2 separate regions of the Zea mays genome follow, and region 1 is linked to region 2. A link is a contact called in public Hi-C data. All regions are on one chromosome and are shown on one strand. The core of a region is the stretch at or near the end of the contact, and the rest is flanking DNA. Distances in the headings are between cores, read along the strand shown.

Region 1 (6,701 bases), core at 1,903-4,402, 290 kb after region 2:
CCCGGTATAGAGGCGGGTGTGGAAATATTTTGTCACCCGCGGGTACGTCGGGTTCGGCTGCGTAGTATCTATACCCGTCTACCCGTGAGTAATTTCTACCCGCCAATTCATATACACGGGCAAGCAGGCTAAGTGGCTGACAAGTGGGCCGTCAAGCACTCAAGTCAAGCGGTGAAGCAGGCCTCAACTCAAGCGGTGCGTTGCCATCTCTACTTTTGCCGTCTTGCCGCTTGTGTGTGCTGCACCGCTGTGGTCTGCGGACCGGTCAAGCACTCGACAAGCAAACTGCAAACAGCAAGCCCCAGCTCGCTCTCCCAAAACCCCAAGCGCCAAGCCCCAACCCGCGCCGCCGCCGCCGCTGGCTCTCCGCTCGGACCTCGGACGCTCGGTCGGCGCTCGCTCTCCCAAAACCCCAAGCGCCAGTCCCCAACTCCCCATGCTGAGTCGCTGAGACGCTGAGCGGCTGAGGCATCCTGCTCCTGCCTCCAGCAGTCCAGCGGTCCACCCTCCTGCAGTCCTCCTCGGCTGCTCCTGCATCCATGGCGGTGACCAATGACACCACAAACGACGACGGCCGGTGATGCTTCTTCTTGAACCTCGTTCCTCTTCCTCGTCTTAACCTTGTAGCTCCGCATGACCGCATCTTCGTCTCGCCCTTTGCTGACGCCCCGCCGTCCCAAAGGGATGCCGCTGCCACTTCGACCGAGCACCGCCTGCCGGATCCGAAGGACAAGAGCAACAACGGCGATGGAGACCCAAAAGCACCTGCCGGGTATGGGTTACCCGTCGGGTAACAATATCCACTTGGGTACAGGCATGGGTAAACATTTCTACCCGAACCGGGTATGGGTATTGTGCCGGGTACATTTTTTTGTCGCAGGTGCGAGTATGAAAAGATAATATCCGGCGGGTACGTACCCGTTGCCATCTCTAACCAGAAGCCACCGACAACATATGCGCTGCGCCAGTGGGTCACAATTCACAAAGTAGTAGTAGCTTAAAGAGCGTGCACCCTTCTTTTATGAGGACATATCTGGTGCACATGGAGGATTGGTGCACATGGTGCACATATTAAATCACCATCACTCATTTTAAATCTAATGTCTCTAGTTGATCATTCAATTTACAAATAACACCTTCCACCATTACACACCACCACGTTGGAGGGTGTCCTTAGCAAAATATACCAAACAACTAGAGACGTTAGATCTAAAATTAGTGGTGATGATTTAATATGTGCATCATGTACACCAATCTTCCATGTGCATTAGATATGTTCTCTTCTTTTATTGCACAACCCACCAGATTAATTTATCCATCTCCAATACAAGCAAGCTTATATATAGCTATATATAATTAAGAACACACAAACGAACGATTATATATATAATAGTAAAGAAAAGAAGGCACACGCATATATATGTCTGTCTACTTGCAGTCAGTTAATAATTCGGATCTACCAAGCCATGCATAACAATAATCAAATAAGCACGCAACTGATCCAGCTAGCACTAGAGCAGGACATGCATGCATCGCGCGCGGTTCATCGCAGGCCATGGTCAGATGGCCTTGACGCCGCCCTTGCGCGGCGACCCCATCGCCTCCTCCAGCTTCTGCAGCTCGGCCAGCACCGGGGCCGCGCACGTGGGCAGTACGGCCACGGCCAGCTGGTGCTGGTGGGCGGCGAGGGGCAGCTCCATCTCCGCCTCCAGCTGCTGTGCCACGGCTGCGGCGGCCGTCGTCGTCGGCAGGACGACCACGGACGCCGGCTTGCGCTTCCGGTAGCAGCAGTAGAGCACCATCTGGATGCACCCGAAGAAGAAGCCGCCCACGTTCGGGAGCTGCATGCATGCAGAACAAAGAATCACTCACGTCCATCGACTTATTATTGCATGCTTCTCACAATCTCACGTTCGTAAATCGTAATCATGCGTCGCATGGCGATTTGGTGACCGTACCGTGACGTAGGGGTCCTTGGTGAAGAGGCCGTACAAGAACCAGGCGACGGCGCTGAGGGTGAGGAAGAAGGAGAGGGTGAAGGGCATGAACTCGGCACTCTTCGTCCTGATCACAACGAACTGATGTACGTACGTATGCACAGCATGGACCCGCATGCACGTCAATCAAATGCATGCAAATATATATGAGATATACGCATATATGCGTCGAGCGAGCGAGCTTACGATGACGCTCAGGGGGGCGACGAAGACGGCCATGGAGAAGGCGAGGCAGACGCTGCCGAGCACCCTGACGCGGTGCGGCTCCGCGACGAGCACGACGGTGACGACGGCGACGAGCGAGAAGGCGGCCACGTCGAGGAGGAGGAAGGAGGCGAGCGCCCTCAGCCTGGCGCCCCGCGGCGCGTAGACGAGGTAGAGGAGGATGTAGGCGGCCTCCACCACGCACCCGAAGGCGTTGATGGTCAGCAGCGGGCTGGAGTTGGTCTTCACCAGCGCGTACAGGATCCACAGCGTGCAGCTGAACAGAGCCACCACATACGGCACCGAGCTGAACCCCTCCGTCGACTTCTTCCGGTACACGCGGAGGAACGTCGGCCTGCATGCATGCACAAGTTCATTCATTCATTCGTTCATTCATATACGTGGTCTGCAGATCCCTATTTCATCAGCAGTGCTCACAGCAACTTTTAGCTAGGGCAGATGCATGCATGCTCGTGTGTATATACAGTGCACTTACACTGGTGCGAGGAACACCAGAAATGAGATGATGTTGCCTGCAGGAAATTAACAAAGGAAGATACATATCATATGGGAATTTCTGTCAGTAAACCTGTGGGAATATTTTCACTCGGTGTAAAAAAAACACTGATGAGTGATGATGATGACGACGACGAGCAATCGTTTGGCACGCATCATGCCATCGATCATGCTGCCATGCATGCAAGTCGTATCGTACGGTGAGAACGAAATCCAGCATTCCTGGTGCACAACACAGCACAGGCAGCAGCGTACCTAGAATGCCAAAAACAGAGGCCCATGGGTGCTCCATGGAGAAGAGACCTCCTGCCATTGCGACAGTAACACGCACAGGCAAGCCGAAACCCTATACACTGGTGTGTCTCTGTTCTTCTCTTTCCCTTGCAGGGGAAAGATCAGAGACCAACTTTGCTCCTACGCCACTACACTCTTGCCCCTGTATGCGATGAATCACATTGTGCAGGGAACCACTGTTTATATAGAAGAGCTCTGGGTCACATTAGTTACCGCGTGTATGTTACCCTACTTATTAGGTTGGTTCTAGTGCTGGTCGATATCAATTGCTGACGTGGTGAATGTGTCGGTCAATACCGACTAGCTCGACTTTAACATCGATTGATTCGGTTAGCCAATTGATTCGGTTAGCCAATTGATGGGCATGTCGACCAATCGGTCTGGTGCATACCAATCGTATTGAGGTCGAACCCGTCGATATCTCCGCGTACTGGAGATCGATCGGTACCGACCCGAACCGATCACCTGTTGTTATATGCCATCTCTTGATTGGTTCACATCTTTTGGACGTTTGAAGTTCAAGTTTTTTGGAAAAAAAAACTTAGATGCGTCTTGGGGTGTTTGGGTTCCATTCACACCCCCCACACTCTCCAATTTGTTTGTCTTTCTTTATATTGTAGCCTACTACTCTATATTCCAAAATGAATCTCAGGTGAAGTTTGAACTTTGAAACCTTTATCGATTTGCTTAATACGACCAATTTCTATAATGTCTCGACACCCCGTATGTCTCCTTTAATGGTCTTGCTCTCATACATCAACGTTAGACGGATGATTCTGTCGTCCATCCTTGTTCCCTGAACCTCTCTTTTCATACTCGTATCCTCCTCCTCTGTATCCCTACCAACTATCCATGAATCCTCCTCCGTATATCCCTGCCAACTACCTAAGGGAAGAAAAGCACACAACTCAAATATCATGATTCTAAATTAGACAACCACAGACAAGGTAGTCTTTGTGTTGTACATATAGTTTTAACTGAACAAAGTGCGCTCAGCTGTACCCACACTTAGTAGAGATCGAGCTAAATGAATCAATAGCGGATTATTCCTTCTAACTTGTATATATAAACATCTAGAGCTGCAGCCCTATCTCAATCTGCTATAGCAGTGACTATATAACAGAATATCTAAAACCTTTCTAACAGCTAATAATCTCTTCTTCTTTCTTAAGTGATAGCTTATAGGATTTGGCTATAGTAAAGTCTGCACAGAAGAAGACAATAACTAACGTACGTTTCCGGACGTAAAACCACTGACGCGCAGGGTCGTTTAGACCTGGCCCCGTACATCAATGATCAAAGAAGCTTCTACTAGCTAGTACTTAGCTAGATCTAGACCTCCAATGGCTGACGGACACGTATCCACACTCTCCGGCAATAGAGATGATGAATAGCTCAGCATGCATATATATGTCGTGTTGACGCGTACATGAGCCGAACGGCCGCGTCCGCAAACCCTCTCTTTCGCTTTCACTGGTGCCTGGTGGTGACTGGTGAGTATGTGCGGCCAGGGTTAGGCCCTTTATTTTCCCTTCCACTTGACGCACACGTGTGTGAATTGTTGTCCGTCGCACATGCACGTGTGCCGATGTGTATGCATGCATGCATGCATGGTTCGGTCGACGTTTCAGGGCATGTACAACCTAGATACAGCTGCACGGTACTCCAAGTATAAGACACAGCTAAAACACAACATAATACAGTGGTCATGTCTAAAACATGTGTCTTATCATATTCATTGTACCAATCAAAACATTCAATAAATTAAAGTGACCAATCAGATAGTCTCCTGTCTCGAATATAGAGCTAAGACACTGTGTCTTCGTCAAGATACGTGTCTTGAGATTTTTTACATTCACCCCCCTAGACACACTCTAAGACACAACTTAAGACACCCATTGTACATGCCCTCATACGCACTTCGCAGTGCGGAGCGATATTCGTATTTCTGTACTAAGGGCATATATATAAGAGAGATCTGTTTTCTATAGGGTTAAGTACAAAAAAAAATCAAGAGATAAGTTACTCGCGAAGAGTCCGTCTCTTCACGACTTTTTACAAATATTATCTCTTAACTGCACTAATATTCTAGTGGTTCAGACTTTAGAGTTGTAGTTGTATGATGCGGTTTCTTAGACGTCTCTTCTACTTAAAAAAAACCGAGCAAGGGGACACTAGGTTATACCTGCTCTAGTAAAGTTACCAAACTCTCGGCATCGTGGATTCATAGACCGGCCATTGATCGGACCCTAGTTGCAGGTTTACAGCTGCATCGCATCCGCTCGCAGGCGGAAGAATGCCTGCCTTCCTGGCTTCCTGCTGGACGCTGGTGCCCGCCCGGTTCACATTCACTCGCGCCTACACCCTACCACTACCAGCTGAGATCCGGGCGTCCATCAGCTGCTGCCTGCTGCCGCTAGTGAACAATAATGCAGCGGCTGCCGAACCGCGCGCGCCTCTCGCCTTTAGAAAGGAGAAAGTCGGCGAGGGCTAGAAGTGCCTGCCGCTGCCGGAGTGGAGAACGATCGTGTACGGGGAGGGAATCTTTGCCGGCCGGTCAGCACCAAGCATGCAGCATTTCCTCGAACGGGAGAGAAGGCAAAGGCAGCGGGGCAAGTTGTTGCAGGATCTGTCTGGACACAGCAGCAAAGCCCTCGCACGCGCCCTGGTTTGCTTGGTGCTGCGTTGCGTGCTTCTCCTCGTATCGTCTGACTCAGACTCGACCATCGATCTGTATCCTCTTTCGCTGCTCACTGCAACTTTCCATGCTAGGGACGTTTTGGTATTATTGCTTGCGCGTTCTATCTGGGGAGTCTAGGACGTGCTCACACATTAAAGTATCCACCATGTATATGTGTAGCATCTGTCTACTAGTGGTAGCGTAGGAAGGGATCGTACCTTAAGTGCGGTGCTGTCGTGGCCTACTTGTGTCCGGAGAGCAACAGAGATTCCATCGTCCCTGAACATCCGCACTGACCATTCATTCACACAGGGGATATGATTGGGCCGGCTCGACTTCCCGCTACATGCTCATAAAAGTGAATAGAAAGCCCGCGCGACTCCGTTCCAACACAGTGCAAATCTGAAGGGCGTGAAGAAACTAGAATCGCGAAAGCCAAACATGACAAATCTTCTCTGCAGGCAATTCCGATTTGCAAAGATACATATATACAGTGGATAATCCAAACAACAGGGGGAGTTAAGGGGCTCTTCTGTTATTTTTGCTTAAAACACCAAACGGGAAGCAAACCATCAGAACTGATGCGCTCTCAGGACAACTGAGTAAGAAAGCACTGCAGACGTATATCCTAGGTGGAGTGGAGTGAAAGCACATGTGCACAGAGAGCGCCCAAAGGTCGCTTCTTCGTTGGTGGTATCAGGCAGGTTTCACAAGAAGATGCGTCAAAGACGTGGCGTAGCTTGCTAGTGAGCTCCACTGGTTGTGCCATGGGCACTGCTAATGGAGCCCCAGTGAGAATCTCCGGTCCCCATCTGCACAGCAATGCTGTCCACGGACTCCGAGGTCCCGCTTCTGTGACCCCAACTTGATCGCCTCGAATGCATACCAGCCCTCCCTTCCACAAGCTCAGGAAGGGCATCTCTGCTCAGATCCGGGGACGCATGGGCTATCCTGCCTTCTTTCTCGTCCAGTAGACCCCCTAGACCAACCTCCAAGTCCCTGATATCAGC
Region 2 (6,727 bases), core at 3,090-5,589:
TGAACTCAAGACTCCCAAAACGGAGCACCGTCCCGGGTTGGAGTGGTTGCTGGAGACTACCCATCTGGAGCTTAACGGGAAGCTGTTCGTCAACACGCAACAGGCCCCTACCTGGCGCGCCAACTGTCGGCGTTTCGACCCCGAGGGTCCCTAGATCGACGAGTAAATTGTCGCTGCGTGTCCCAGCCCAGATGGGTCGGCGCGAGACGGGACACAAGGGGGAAAACAGTAAGGGGAAACCGCGGCCTTGTGTTGTACTGCGCCCAGGGCGGATGCGCTTGTAGTAGGGGGTTACAAGCGTTCGCGTGGGAGAGAGAGAGAGAGCGAGAGCCTTATGTGTTGGCCCGTTCTCCCGCGCGGCCACCTTCTCGTACGAGAGCCCTGGACCTTCCTTTTATAGACGTAAGGAGAGGGCACGGGTGTACAATGGGGGTGTAGCAGTGTGCTAACGTGTCTAGCAGAGAGGAGCCAGAGCCCTATGTACATGCCGTCGTGGCTGTCGGAGAGGTTTTGGGGCCCTGTTCATGTGATGTCGTGGTCGTCGGAGGAGCGCTTGAGCCCTGTGGAAGTACAACTGTCGGGGTTGTCGGATCCTTGCTGACGTCTCCTTGCTTCCGTAAGGGGCTGAGAGCCGTCGTCGTCATGGAGCACGCGGGGTGCCATCATTATTTGTTTACCGGGGCGAACCAGATGGGACGTCGGTCTTGTTCCCCGTAGCCTGAGCTAGCTAGGAGTGGGGTAATGATGCCCCCCTGTGACGTGGTCGGTCCGAGCCCGAGGTCGGGCGAGGCGGAGGCTCCTCCGAGGTCGAGGCTGAGTCTGGGCCCGGGGGTCGGGCGAGGCGGAGACCGTCGTCCGAGGTCGAGGCTGAGTCCGAGCCCTGGGGTCGGGCGAGGCGGAGACCGCCTTCTAGAGTCGAGGCTGAGTCCGAGCCTTGGGGTTGGGCGAGGCAGAGTCCGTCTTCCGAGGTCGAGGTTGAGTCCGAGCCCTGGGGTCGGGCGAGGCGGAGTCCGTCGTCCGAGGTCGAGGTTGAGTCCGAGCCCTGGGGTCGGGCGAGGCAGAGTCCGTCGTCCGACGTCGAGGTTGAGCCCGAGCTCGGGGGTCGGGCGAGGCGGAGCTTCCTATGGCGCCCGAGGCTGGACTTAGCTGCTGTCAGCCTCACTGTGTCGAGTGGCACAGCAGTCGGAGCAGGGCAGGCGACGTTGTTTTCCTGTCAGGTCGGTCAGTGGAGCGGCGAAGTGACTGCGGTCACTTTGGCCCTGTCGACTGAGGAGCGCGCGTCAGGATAAGGTATCAGTCGATCCTTGCATTAAATGCTCCTGCGATACGGTCGGTTGGCGTGGCGATCTGGCCAAGGTTGCTTCTCCGCGAAGCCTGGGCCTCGGGCGAGCCGAGGGTGCGTCCGTTGCTTGAGGGGACCCTCGGGCGAGACGTGAATCCTCCTGGTCGGCTGCCTTTGCCCGAGGCTGGACTCGGGCGAGGCGAGATCGTGTCCCTTGACTGGACGGAGCCTTGACCTGAATCGTGCCCATTAGACCTTTGCAGCTTTGTGCTGATGGGGGTTACCAGCTGAGATTTAGGAGTCTTGGGGGTACCCCTAATTATGGTCCCCGACAAATGGGTAAGTGATAACGTTAAATCATGTTTGTTTTAGTCTAACCGTAATCAGATATCATACTAAAAATTGATATCGGACTATTCAAACTTGTTACCGTCCGTAATCGAGTGTAAACCATTACTATTATCTTTTACGTTACATTTCGTGAACCAAACAACACCTCAGATAGATGTGGCTTTTTTTCGAGAGTAGCATTATAAACGACCTATTACAGTCCATTCTAGAGTGGCATAAGCGTGACAAAAGTTGCATACGGACAAGCAAGAAAGCAGATATTATGTGGCCAATCATTCCATGCTATAGCTCTTCCCCTCCGTGTTAATTTTGCAAACTAATGAAGAGGCCGCGATCATGTGGTACGTAGTGCAATATATCTTTCACCTTTCAATCTTTCATCCCTTTTATTCGTTTCTTTTTCTAGAGCCATCGATCCTACGCCCAGCAACAATGTCAGGGACAAACAAACCTACCAACCGGCCCTATGTCCTGACTCCTGAATCCTGAGGGCTGAGGACACCAAAAAAAAAACTCGTGCACAAATTCCCATGAAGGTCTGGAGCCACATGTGGCGACAATATGCAAGCTGACGCCATATAATATTGATTAAAAAAAAGGAATGTACTTGTGTTGGAGAAATGGACCATGCATGCACCAACTCTCTCTCTCTCTATCTTTCTTTTGGAGAAAAGAATTGGACCAGATCAGAGGGATCCGGGTTCTGGTGAGAGATGCAGTTGGAACATGCTGGGATCTTGGATTTTGGGGGGAGATATTAAACTGGTATTCAAGTGCAACCTTTGCTGAGGAATTTCGCTATGGAATCAGACTGTGTGGTCTACCCATGTTGCAATGTTTTGCGAGCTTTGTGGATAAGAATAAGATATATATTTGCTAACCGTACTTTTCCCTGACAGCAGGGAGAGAACTGAGAAGCGTCAAAGGCAATTGGATATTTCTTGTCGACGCGCGCAGATCGAGTATTTTATCATGCATATATCCTCTTTAGACGAAGCACATGCGTTTGGATTTGGAACTGACATGAACGGGCATATTAAAAGCCACCTAGCAATTAGCTTAACGATCGAGGTAGTACTAGCATGCACGCATTAGGGACGTGTTTGGTTCCAAAGGCAGGCTAGCTTTGATTCGATACACTCCAAGAAACATGCTAGGCCCAGCGAGCCAAATTCGCTCTGTGTCCGTGGTCTCCAAAAATTATTATTTTTTTGAACGAGAGGCATACTAAATTCATGTTTTGAAACACATGGACTGCTTAAAAACTCAGGGACTGTATGGGAATGTAGTTTTGAAATACTGTAGTTTTGAGATACTTATAATTGTACATGACATAAATACTACGGTACTGTAAAACTACAGTATTGTTCAAAACCGAAATCTGTTTGGTTTATTGGAAAAACAAAGTATATGTAGAAAGAAAGAATAAGACTGGGGTCCTAAGTGGAGTTTCGAAAACTCCAAAAATACCACAGTTTTGGATACACCATGGTATTTAAAAATGAGTTTTTGACTGTTTAAATCAAACACCTTTTGAGCTCCAATATTATAGTATCATCAAACATTATAGTATTGTTTCAAAACTGCAAAAATACTACAATTCAAAACAGGGCCTCAAGCTGTTTCCAATTGCTATATACGTACTCCTATGTAGCAAATGGATCGATCCGTGGAACAATAACATGCATTTGCAGCTCCAGCTTTCTTCTGACTAGACATATTTCGAGGATTCGCCGCTGGAGATAGAAAAAAAAATCGAAATTACTTGCCTTTTGACGGATGCATGGATCAGACTAGCTACGTGACCAATATAGTAATCCGATTAACCATCACGTACGCACTATTTTAGCACAGTAGCCTCGCAATCATGCTGAACAGAAGTTTGATTTTTTTTCCCTCCTCCCTTAGGCCATGTTCGTTTGATCCCAAAACCATAGGGATTGAGGGGGATTGGAAGGGATTGGAGAGGATTTTGACTTGTAGGGGATTTAATCCCCCTCAATCCCTATGGATTGGCACAAAACGAAAAGGGCCTTAGGAGGAAAGTAACATTATTATATTTTCAAACAATCCAGCTTCCCAAACTATTGTAGCACAGTGCCTTCACATGCTCCTCAGTCACACACACATGACTACATGAGTGAGCTACCACACTGTTGTTTTTAAGTATAGAGAGAGAGAGAGAGAAAGAGAGAGAAAAAAACACTAGTCGCTCTACTGTAGCCCAGCCCTTGATGACACTCATTAAACCTTCCTCAGTCCTCTTCCCCCACTCAACCAACCTCGCTAACAAGAAGCCAAGAGAAGTAATGCCCACCCGTCTCCTCTGCTGCAAGCTAGCTAGGGAGGGCCGGCCAAAGCAAAGCACTGCAGGCGGCGGCGAAGACCCCCCGAACCAACCCCCCCTCCCCCCAATAATTGCGCGCAGCAGCACAAGGGTTCCATGCTGGTGTTAAAGGATGAACATGGCACCTGGCGCCCGCTGCGGGGCCCGTCGCCTTTAGAATCCCTGTCAGGGGATTGATGGTGGCCCTGATGAATGGCTACTGCAAGCAATGTTGCATTTCGCAGTGGAACGAAGAAAAACAAATCCATACAAAAAAATAGTTTTTGTTTTTGTTATCGTAATAATAGAATAGTGGAGTCGAGTGATTAGTATAAGATGGGCATGCATCCATCCACTGATCCACGCCCTCATCAGTTGAGGTCTGAAAGCTGAGCTGAGCTCTAGCTGATAGAGGTAGCCCTCCACACCACACCACTCGCAATCCACACAACTACACTGATACACCTGCGCTGCACTTGCCTCTGCGAGCACGTACTGGCTGTGGCTGTGCCTGGCCTCCTCTTCCTCGGTGGTGGTGGTGGTGGTGGTGCACTGGTGCTGGTCTTGCGCCTGCTTGTTCGGTTGTTCCTCACTTCCACTTCCACGGCTCCCCTCCCACCAAGCAGACTGCAGTAGCACATCCCCCTCCGCGCACCACTCGCTTCGACACCACCGGGCACCGCCCGGCATCTAGCTCTAGCGGCAGCTCATCTCCCTCCCTCTGGCTGGCTGTTTGTTTCTCTCTCTCTCTCCTCCCCATCAGGATAAGCTCAGCAGCCCCCCCTGCTGATCTGCGGCATTTGCCCTGTTCCCGTGCTCGATTTGTTCGCTTCTGTGCGCGCGCGGTGGTGCCCAGGCAATAACTCCCCTCGGTGTCTGGCTGGCTCGTTGCCACCCTCCCCGCGGCAGAGCGGCCTATAGGATGAGAGGGACAGGGGAACCCAACAAACCGGCCGCGGCACTGTCCTGGCCGTGAAAGACACGCACACAGAGCTCCAGCTCGGCCACGGGCACGGGCACGGGCACGGGCACGCGGCGCCTAGCTCTGCACTGGCCGACGGGGAAACGGTCGAGCTTGCTATCCATCGCCCGCGCCGTTCCCATTCATGGATTGGGATCTCAAGATGCCGGTTTCCTGGGACCTGCCCGACCTGGAGCACGACGCCGTGCCGCCGCCCATCGCCGCCGCCGCCTCCGCCGCGCCTTCCCCCGCGGCGGCGTCGGGCATTGCCGCCGCAGCTGCTGGGCCTCCCCCCGCGGCGGCACCGCGCGGGGCGCCGAGCCGGGCGGAGTGCTCCGTGGACCTCAAGCTCGGCGGGCTCGGCGAGTTCGGGGCTGCGGACGGGACGAAGGAGCCGGTAGTGGCAGCGGCCGCGGCCGCGGCCGCGGCGCCGCCGTCCGCTAGCCCGATGAAGCGCCCGCGCTCGGGGCCCGGTGGCGCCGCCGGGGCGCAGTGCCCGTCGTGCGCGGTGGACGGCTGCAAGGCCGACCTCAGCAAGTGTCGCGACTACCACCGCCGCCACAAGGTCTGCGAGGCGCACTCCAAGACGCCCGTCGTCGCCGTCGCCGGCCGCGAGATGCGCTTCTGCCAGCAGTGCAGCAGGTATATACGCCAACTCCAGTTCCAGGCCAAAGCCAATCCCATCCCTTCTCTTCTCTCAATTCACTTCATCTGAAAACGTCGATGTAATTGCATGAACCTGCTGCTGGTTGCCTGGAATTCTGGAAAAGGGTCGCTTGCTTGAATTGTTGAAAATTGGTACTACCAATCAGCAAACCGACTGATTTACACCCAGACATCTTTTCTCCACAGCTTTTACTTTTTACTGCTGATTATTCCTTGCCTTCCCCTTTGTTCAAAGTGAAAATGCCAAATCAGTTCTTTCTTTTGCCCTGCCTCCCTCCCTCTCTCTCTGCTTCAGAGTTCAGATTCTCGCCAATTGGTCACCAACAGCCACAGATATGATGAACTTGAGCTTAAAAATTAGCCTACACCTGCCTGAGTGGCTGTTTTGCTTCAATCAGGGATGCACAGCTTTAACTTTCCCGGCTCCACTTTTTCAGCCTTTTCATACGAACGTACACCGATCTTTTCCCTGTTTCCCTTTTGCATGTCAACAAGTATTGCCTGAATTAACACCACCTCTTTTTCTACTTACGCATACCAGCTTTCTAACCCATCAGTGAGAACCAACCATTACCCGGCAAAAGCCAGGATCATCTTTTCTTGTAGCAGGCTTGCAATTGGTGTTTCTTCACCTGACCTCCTCACACCTGTATAGCTTTCGTCGTCTTCGGCTAAGTTTAGAAGTGAAAACGATGAATTGGAACTTGTACCTGGGATGAGGTTCTGAATCAGTCATCAAATTGGTGCTTCTCTGCGCCAGTACAAAACACAGAGGACGCAGGATCTGTGCAGTAGTTTTTTGCTTTGACAAGAACCCTCAAATCTTCAAGCCCCATCTTTTCAAGTTGTTGCATACGTACCTTTCTGAAAACCTTTCCTTGCTGAATTAATAATGAGATCTGTATGTTTCTTGCATTTTTTGTTTTCATGTATCCTTTCCGCGCAACAGTATTTGTTCTGTTTTTTTTTGTGGGTGTGGGGGCTCTTTATGCTTAGGGATGTTGAACGTGAACCTCTTCTATTTAATTTCCAGCAGAAACTGGCCTACCACATCTACCTTGCTTGCTCCTGGTCTGCTAGGTGCTGGCCATGTACAACCGCATTCATGTGCAGGGAGGGCAATGTAACATGCCTGAGACGT

Evidence for each region. Hi-C and Micro-C count contacts between places; a contact is called where the count stands out from the background.
Region 1: a Hi-C map of leaf shows a contact between it and region 2, with 5 times the contacts expected there. The contact joins the promoter of LOC100283122 here to the promoter of LOC100217221 in region 2. A contact is called at or near these places in 2 of 25 Hi-C or Micro-C datasets (leaf and tassel).

What each region holds. Positions count from the first base shown.
Region 1 is chr7:143,195,341-143,202,041 of Zm-B73-REFERENCE-NAM-5.0, forward strand. LOC100283122 reads right to left here and starts at 3,153. Exons shown (of 5, transcript NM_001369349.1): 1 at 2,973-3,153; 2 at 2,698-2,734; 3 at 2,184-2,556; 4 at 1,959-2,078; 5 at 1,289-1,841. The coding sequence starts at 3,030. The coding sequence ends at 1,560. It overlaps LOC100284840 (protein S-acyltransferase), which reads right to left. Exons shown (of 5, transcript NM_001157735.2): 5 at 5,205-6,701. The coding sequence ends at 6,435. It overlaps LOC111589761 (a long non-coding RNA gene), which reads left to right and starts at 263. Exons shown (of 2, transcript XR_002748890.1): 1 at 263-577; 2 at 683-929.
Region 2 is chr7:142,904,224-142,910,950 of Zm-B73-REFERENCE-NAM-5.0, forward strand. It overlaps LOC100217221 (squamosa promoter-binding protein-like (SBP domain) transcription factor family protein), which reads left to right and starts at 4,340. Exons shown (of 3, transcript NM_001359706.1): 1 at 4,340-5,562. The coding sequence starts at 5,066.